2 separate regions of the Oryzias latipes genome follow, and region 2 is linked to region 1. Evidence: chromatin contacts called from public Hi-C data. All regions are on one chromosome and are shown on one strand. The core of a region is the stretch at or near the end of the contact, and the rest is flanking DNA. Distances in the headings are between cores, read along the strand shown. Region 1 holds the start of rab9a (ras-related protein Rab-9A). Region 2 holds the start of LOC101170477 (ankyrin repeat and SOCS box protein 9).

Region 1 (4,307 bases), core at 1,129-3,628:
CTGGGTAAACAAAATGCAAACATTGTACCTTATGTGTGATGAACATAAAGTAGTAAAATGTTGAAATATGGGCACACAAGCAAACATGTTGCTCCTAATGTTACACATGAGAGATGAGAGAGTTCTAGTACCTCTGTATTTGCCTGTATTACATACATGTTGATGCATTTATTCAAAACTCAATGGCTTTTTTCTGACAAATACTGCTTTTTTGGTTCCATCATAAACATACAGTTTCACAGGAGTTTGAGTCTGTGTTTGGCCCAGCCAAGGACATCAAGGAAATCCAAGTTGGACAAACTCAGGATGGTAATTCAACATGTTGTCAGAGTTGTAGATTGTTGATTGAGACGTTTTTGCGTAATTTTATGTTGTTGTTGTTTCTTGCTATGCACTGTAGAGTATTTCTTAGACTGCAACTTCGATCAGGGAGGATGTGAATGGGTCCAAGACAAGACAGATGACATGGATTGGACTGTGGCGTACCATAGTAATGGTAACAAAACAAGGACACTCACACTTTTTTTTCATGCACAGATACAGATATTTATGAGTATTTAACTCTCTCAGGTGGGTACTTCATGGCTTTGAGTGGGCTTGTTGGGGAAAAAGAGGATGTGGCCAGGTTAAAGCTGCTTCTCAGTGACCGGACCCAGCAGGCCAGCTTCTGCCTCATGTTTGACTACCGCATACTGGGCCAAAATGTGGGAACATTAAAGGTGCTGCTGGAGAACAACGCTTATCCGGTTTGGGAGCAGGGTCAAAGCAAAGAAGAAGGTTGGCAGACAGAGCTCCTGTCTGTGGCCTGGACAGAAAAGGCTCCACAGTCTGTGAGTTCCTGTTCTTTTATTTTTTTTTAACTTCATAAGTATTAAGACTTCTTTAACCAAAAATTTGCAAATGTGTAAGACATAAATGTTTCATCAAAAGCCCAACACTCATGACCACAAGTACTACTTTAAAAAATGACCATTTTGGAAGTGTTTTTTTTTGTCTCTAATTTAAATATGGTTTGGAATAGATCGTCTTTGAAGCGCGGCGTGGAAAAGGTGTTGGAGGTGAAATAGGGCTGGATAATGTTGCGCTGACCTCAGGGCTCTGTCAAGAGGATGCCAGTCCAATCTTCTGACGATCTTCCCATGAGATCATCTGCCAAAGAAGACACATCAAGGATTGAGTTTCCTTTCCCTGTGAATTCTTCTTCTTACTGGAGTCTTTCAGAGTTCTTAAACAGTGCAGTCCCACTCTCAAAAAGAACATGTACAGTCAGTGCAGCTGACTTTATTTACCTGCTGCTACATCACTCCGTTGGACACAATTAATTTTCTGAACAGTAACATACAGGACATATTTCTCAGGAAAAAAGTGGGGATACATTTAATATTGGCTTTAACACGATTGTGCACACACCTCGTTCACAACTGAAGTATTCTGCCAGATGGAATGTGAAATTAAGGGTGATTTAAAACTATAATCACAGAAAGTATTTTTGAAGGCTTTTTTGTTGTTATAATATCAGGATAATCAGTGAATTAATTGCATAAAATATGTGATGTATTCACTCATTAAACATTGTTTTCCAATCTTGCCAACCTTCCTTCTGTTTCTTCTTTTTAATGGAATAATATTTAGGTGAAATATACATAAAGTCTTACCAATGCTTTTAAGATAATGTTATCTGGCAATAAAACGAAAGGGATCTGTTCAATCTCTGAAGCTAACATTGAAATCCACAACCATTTTTTTTAGAAATAGATATACAGAATATATTAGGAAAGACTGAATTTAACTGCAATTTACTCGCAACTGCTCACCTATTACGAAACATTATTGAAAACCACTTCAATTATTGCAAACTTTAAAATAAAAACATGTATACAGTTTTGACTTTTTACCGTGTACATTTCCCTCCACAGACTGGGGGAAAAAACAAAACAAACATGGTAAACTGAAACTCAGACTACAGTACTTCTCAACAACAAATTCTAATGAGATCTAATTTGGGGAGAATTCCCAGAATACCTCTCTCATCTTAGTTCTTTGCTTGGATTTGGAGTTTGTTTCTCTATTTATGTTTTCCGCTGTGTGTGCCTTACCTTAAAAGCACTACATAAGATTCACATGTTTTATTCATGTTTGGTTAATTGGCCCATTTAAAAACAGGATTGATTGGCGCCCTCTGGTGGATGATATTGAAAGATGCAATTTAAAATTTATTTGATTTTGTAGTGTTAAAAACAAAATTAAAATAAATAAACAAAACACGTGTTTTAACTTTTGTGTTTGATGTTTTTTCCAGTATAAATATTTTACTTTGAAAGATTTTTTGCCTGGACCCTGACTAGATCACGTGATCGGAAGCCACAGCCAAGCAGCTCGTTAGCTAGTTGTTAGCAGCTAGTTGCTTTAGCATAGGAGTTCAACAGGAAACGCTGGAAGCTGACGCTACAACAAGCTGTCAGTCGATGCATCCGCATTGTTTTATTGGTTGTTTATTATTCAGACCCGACTCGACAGCAACTCGATCCGAACAATAAGGTACGTTAACATCGGTTAACCGTGTAAAAAGAAAATACATACGACAAAAATGACAGAGTAGCACAATTTGAGTTTGTATGTTGTAGCTTGTTTAGCTCAGCTGTTGGCTTGTTTTCTAACATTTAAGCTAACAGCAAGTAGGCTAAAACACAAAAATCTGCACATTTGATTTCAAATTCATTAAAGAAAGTTGAAGTATCTGCCCATAACGCAGTTATTCGGTCAGAACAGCTGTATTTTATGTATAGATATTTATTTATTTTTTCGAAAGTCATTGATTGGACCGCTAATCATGTCTTGAACCGTCTGTCATTTTAGGCTAACTGTTTGTGCTGTCGAAGCTGGAGAACGGTTCTCCTAAATCAACTTTTAACAAATTAGCATGTGACTTACTTTGGACTGGGGCTCACAGCACATGATCTGGACAAGTGAGGGAAGTCGAAATCAATCCGGGGTGAGTTGAAAGCACCACATACACACACAAATTCTGTGTTCCAGTTACGGATGTTTCTCCTTTCGTTCCAAATAACACTAATAATTTTTCCCTCTTTTTTTAAAAAGTTGCTTTACTTCAGGAGTGGTGAAAAGCTTTGAAGAAGAGCCATGACAACAAAAACCTCCTTGTTAAAAGTCATCTTGCTGGGTGATGGGGGTGTGGGAAAGAGCTCCATAATGAATCGCTACGTCACCAACAAATTTGATGCCCATCTTTTCCACACCATCGGCGTCGAGTTCCTAAACAAAGACCTCGAGGTAGACAGCCGCCAGGTTACCCTGCAGATCTGGGACACTGCGGGTCAGGAGCGCTTCCGCAGCCTGAGGACTCCTTTCTATCGTGGCTCTGATTGTTGCCTACTCACCTTCAGTGTGGACGATCACCAGAGTTTTCTCAACTTGGGCAACTGGAAGAAAGAGTTCATTTATTATGCTGATGTCAAAGAGCCAGAAAAGTTCCCGTTCGTCGTCTTGGGCAACAAGGTGGATGTGACGGAGCGGCAGGTCTCGACTGAGGAGGCCCGGCAGTGGTGCCAGGAGAATGGTGATTATCCTTATTACGAGACCAGTGCCAAAGATGCCACCAATGTAGCAGTAGCCTTTGAAGAAGCAGTGCGCAGAGTGCTGGCAGCGGAAGAAAGAACAGTTCACCTCATCCCTACGGACACAGTGAAGCTCCACCGAAAGCCCCGCTCTGCTGCTGCTTGCTGTTAAAGGAGCCACCATTTCAAAATCCGTGAGAAGGAAGGAAAACATTGGCGTTCATTGCTGTATCTTACTCAAACAAGGCTACTGACACTTTTTGATAAGCTAAAGGCAAAGACTTCTGCTGAAACTTTCGAAAAGAAACACTAAATCCATACATGTTCTTTTCACACATAACCTCAAAGCACTGATGCATGACTTCGGCTCTGCCACAGTCCCAAAGGCAAGCTTTACTAGAATAGGTGTTGAGATTGTTTGCTAAATCAAGAAAAAAATGTGTATATCCGTAAATTAAGTATTCTTAAATGGATTTTTCCTTATAAAAAAAATGACTTGCTTCTCAAATCTGTTTAGACGGGTACTGTGATGAACCTGCGTCTATTATAGGGATCCTGAACTTGGTTTATGGTGGTTTCATCACAAATATTTATATTTAAAATATACCTGCACATAAAAATCTCTAAACATTGGAGTTATGAAATAGCTGTTGCACTGCTTTTTATGACTAATAAACGAAAGCTCAATATTTAAAAAACGAAGACTTGCTGTTAGTGCATCAGAACATTTGC
Region 2 (4,307 bases), core at 1,092-3,591, 130 kb after region 1:
GAGCATGGATTGTTCAAATATGCGTCTGGACATTTATTTATTAAACTAAAATGAAGTCGAACTTTTTATAATGTTATTGATCCCACAACAGGGACATTATCTTGTTACTATGACTCTGTTGAAAATGGAATAAAACAGGTCGGAATACAGGCCAAACACTTTTGGTGCCTACACCTGGCTTAAACAGAAATAATGCACCAGCAGATAGTTTCACACCCAGACCTGGCAGAAAGCGGCTGCAGACATGCCACTCCACTTATTAGATATGCATGTCTGCATGTCTGTCAAAACTAGCTGATATTAAGAGGATAACGAAACAAAAACAGCAAAACTAACTCAGAGATAAAGTAGGCTAACTGGCAGACGTGTCAAACGTAAAACTAAATGTTGTATTTATAGATTTGATTTTAAGTTGTGCACAAAGTAGAAGTTTTTGGACAGTTTTGTATTTATGCATACATTTTTTATTGACAGTTATCTAACCCCATAGTTACAATCAAATAATACGCACACACAAATCCAAAGTTACACACAAACAGGCAGACAAAGGTTACAAATAAATTATTATGCACACACAATGGTTTGGGACTATTTTTTCTCCCTAATATTAGGTTCAGGGTGTGAGAAGCTGTAAGTTAGCCGGATAGCGGGTAAACAGCTCACAGTTCTGGGTGACGGGAATGGGGGTTTGCTACTCACTAACAGTGAATTTTAGCTGTGAATTTTGGCTCAAAGCAGCACAATCATAATTATAAAAAAAACCCACTGGAAACACTTTGAAAACTCCACAAAAGATGATCAGAGTGGAAAAAGCAAAATCTTGCAAAAGTTTATTTTAAACCAAAAATGTGAGTTTAAGATGGGAGGGGTTGTTGTTGTTTTTTCTATTCTCTGACTACAGATCCTGGCTGACAGCAGCTTTACAGAACCTGTTTGACCTAAAACAAAAATGGATGTGGCTAAAAGAGTTTTCAAAACCTGCGTTTGCAACCCAAAGATGAAGATCCCCTACCAAGTTGAAGAAGTTTCTCCACAGAACTGAGATGCAGATTAGAGCAGGCAGCATGGAGAGGGGTTCCCACAACATCAATGTGCTGATCCACATCTGCACCGTGCAGGACCAGAGCTTCAATGCACTCAGGCCGACCTGGGGAGAGTCGCCAGAGGGCTCGTAACCAGAAGCGCTGCACTCAAAGGGTTCAGCTTTGAAATTGGCCCGACATCCCAGGAGAGAACGTGCTTCTGTTTTACTTTCAAGTCTCAGTCAGCAGGCTGTCTTTTCTTTAAAACTTAATACACGTTAGGGTTTTTTTTTTTTTTTGTTAGTATTAACTAAGATCATCCATGCACATGTCCTGGAATGTGACCTCTGACCTGCAGCAGCAGCCAAGTGGATCGGAGAGCTGGGTTGGCTGGTGCCCAGGGGAGCCGCTCCACGCTGCAGAAGCAGCGATACGCAGGTCACATGACCCCGAGCACAAGCTTCTGTGAGGGCTGTCCTGCCGTCCACAGTCGAGCGGTTTACCTAGCGTCAAAGGTCACTTTTAAAACAGAAATTCAGTCAGCAAAAAAAAAACACACAAAGATGCGACAAACAAAAAGCAGCAAAATTAGACTGGGAACATGAAAAATCCCATTATTTCCATTCTTTGGGCCCAAAGTTGAAATGTTTCACCGACAAAGTGAACTCAGATGATAGATACTTCACTGACATCTGCCCCGTTTTCCAGCAGAAGCTCGGCACATGCTGTGTGGCCTTGCATGCACGCTCCATGAAGGGGCGAGACCCGGTCCAAAGTGCTCAGGTTTACACAGACTCCCTGTGAGCAAAAGAACATACATGTGGATTCTCAGAAACTCTATAGCCACACATAGGGAGTCCTGAAAATGAAATTCACCACAGCAGCATGTGTAACTCAAGATCAAACGTGAGTTTTTTTGGGGGGCTCTGGACCCAGAAGCTGTGAGTTGCAATACTTTATTACAATGTAACTCTACTCCCCAAGGGTCTACTAAACATTACCTGAGCCACGAGCCTCTGCAGGGTGAGGAGCTGTCCGTTAAAGGCTGCAGCGTGAACTGGAGACCAGTCGGATTCCACATCTCCATGTGGAGGGAAATGCATTGAAAGGAGCCGTTTGAAGGTGAAAACACGCCTGAACTGTCAGATACTACTCACCACTCATCAAAGGGCTGGAGAAAAACACAGTGCTGGCCCGCTGGGTCTCTTTGTGTCCAGCAGACATGGCTCATCGTGTTGTTGTTTTTTTCATTCCCAGAGCCTGATTGTTGAGTAGAGCAGACTGTGTTTGGTCTTGTTTTGTGGGCAGATCTCAGTCAGTTGATGTCATTTCCTTCCTGCAGGAAGAGAGGCCTCCTGAACGCAACAAACTAGAGGGCCAATGAGGACGCAGAGGTGCAGAAGCGCCGGAGCAGGTCTGTGCTCACCCATGCACACCCTTCCTTTACAGCAGGAAAGAGCTGAACACAAGAGAAACCCAACGCAGTGGGACAAAACCCGGACTCTCCCGTCACAAACAGCCACGTTTGTTTCTGCTGCTGCACAGAATTTCTCTGTTTTTAGGGTGAAATTATCTTTTATTTAAACTTGGACTTATAGCAGCAATGAAAATCTCCTTTTATGAGAGCTTTCTCACAACACACCTGCAACATGACCAGCTAGAAGCAGTTTTTGATCCTGGTGCTCGATGCATTCAGAATATCGGATTTTAAAGGGGCAGCCACTGGATTTTTACACCCCAACGTTTAACTTGCACTGACAAAAACCCCAGTTTGTTTCAAGAGTTGCAGTTACACGAGAGTCCAGCAGAGGGCGACGAGAGAGCAGAATGTGGACAAAGCCTTTCAGCATCTGCTGGTAAATGCTGAGCAGAAGGCCACACACAATTGACTTAGTGCCGTGCCAGGAGAGTGGATTAGAATAGCATTGTAGAAGCTGAATGAATGGCCTCTCTGTTGTGCTGAACACTAAAGGTCCTTGATGCTTTGTTTCAAATGTCCAGACTGCTTTCAGGTCTGAGGCTCAGAGAGCATGTGCAGCAACGGCTGATGCATTCAGGGACTCATGCATACATGACTCCGCTATTTTTGGCGTCCAAACTTTATGATTTTCTGTTCTTGTGTGAACGAAAGCTTAATAAAATACACATTTGATTATTAATTATTCTTTATTAAGGACCACTTTCTGCTTTGACTTCTCACTTTTAGGTGAAAAGCCATGTGCGTCTTTTGGCCAAACATGTTAAAATGTTTATTTCTTTATTTGTTTTAAACAACAATAATTATGCTTAACACCCTCAACTGATACCACTGTAAAATGGACAAAACTGTGCACAAAACTGCACTTTAATCCTTTTTTTTGTTATTATTATTATTGTGTTTCCAGTGTTTTATTGCTGTCTCTCTTGTGTTTTTTTAAATTTCCTTATGGCTTGTGCTTTTTCTTTTAATATTATTATTTCTTTCTTACTCACTTTTGCCCTGTGCACTGCTGCTGTTGGAACCACCCACAATTTAACTACTGCTGCCAGTTATAATAAAGTCTATTCTATTCTATTCTAACTTAAAAATATTTTTAAAATCTTCTATACATTTAATTTATCCATAAGTTGAATAGTTTTTTTAGATAAACTATCCTATATGACAACATGTGTCCGTATGAATATTTGTTCATTTCTGTTTTTAAATAACCAGAAATTGAAAATCTGTACAAAAACCATTTGAAAAAACTGGAAAATTAGATTAATCTTCTCTTCTGCTAGTGGTTCTTTAACAAATCTAATTTCGTCTCATTTTGAAAAATATTTTTGGGGTTTTGTCTTTGGTCACCTGATTCCACAAATCAGCTCCTTTACATTTTTTTTTAATAATTTTTACCCTGAATCTTGATTTTATTGAATAAGTCAAGCTAGGATGACCTGTACTGATCCTAGGGAGGGGAATTCAATTGTTGCAGCAGCTCTGTGGATCAGGGATCAACAATAAAACGTGCAAAACAATTGAAGATAAGGTAAAAACAACATAAAAATAAAATAAAGCTATACAACTAACTATAAAATTCACTGTACATGCAAACAAATATCTGCACCTTTTCAATGTTTCACGTTTTTTTAACTCTTTCATTTTTTTAGAGGAAATAAAAACATGAACATTTGTTTCAGCCTTTCAGTAGAAATTCCTCCACATGCCTTGCGGTTTGTTGAAAGGTTTGCAAATCCTGTTAACTCTTCCAACCAAAGCACCTCAAGAATTTTAACATGTAGAGTTAAAAACTGTAGAGTCTGAAA

What was found. Hi-C and Micro-C count contacts between places; a contact is called where the count stands out from the background.
Region 2: a Hi-C map of embryo shows a contact between it and region 1, with 2.3 times the contacts expected there. The contact joins the promoter of LOC101170477 here to the promoter of rab9a in region 1. A contact is called at or near these places in 2 of 5 Hi-C or Micro-C datasets (both in embryo).

Annotation. Positions count from the first base shown.
Region 1 is chr21:23,976,655-23,980,961 of ASM223467v1, forward strand. rab9a (ras-related protein Rab-9A) reads left to right here and starts at 2,379. Exons shown (of 3, transcript XM_004081786.4): 1 at 2,379-2,538; 2 at 2,857-2,992; 3 at 3,100-4,307. The coding sequence starts at 3,142. The coding sequence ends at 3,747. egfl6 (epidermal growth factor-like protein 6) reads left to right here. Exons shown (of 12, transcript XM_011489854.3): 9 at 235-309; 10 at 401-496; 11 at 571-830; 12 at 1,022-1,588. The coding sequence ends at 1,129.
Region 2 is chr21:24,105,336-24,109,642 of ASM223467v1, forward strand. It overlaps LOC101170477 (ankyrin repeat and SOCS box protein 9), which reads right to left and starts at 2,342. Exons shown (of 7, transcript XM_004081956.4): 1 at 2,180-2,342; 2 at 2,024-2,103; 3 at 1,713-1,820; 4 at 1,375-1,525; 5 at 1,013-1,147. The coding sequence starts at 2,246.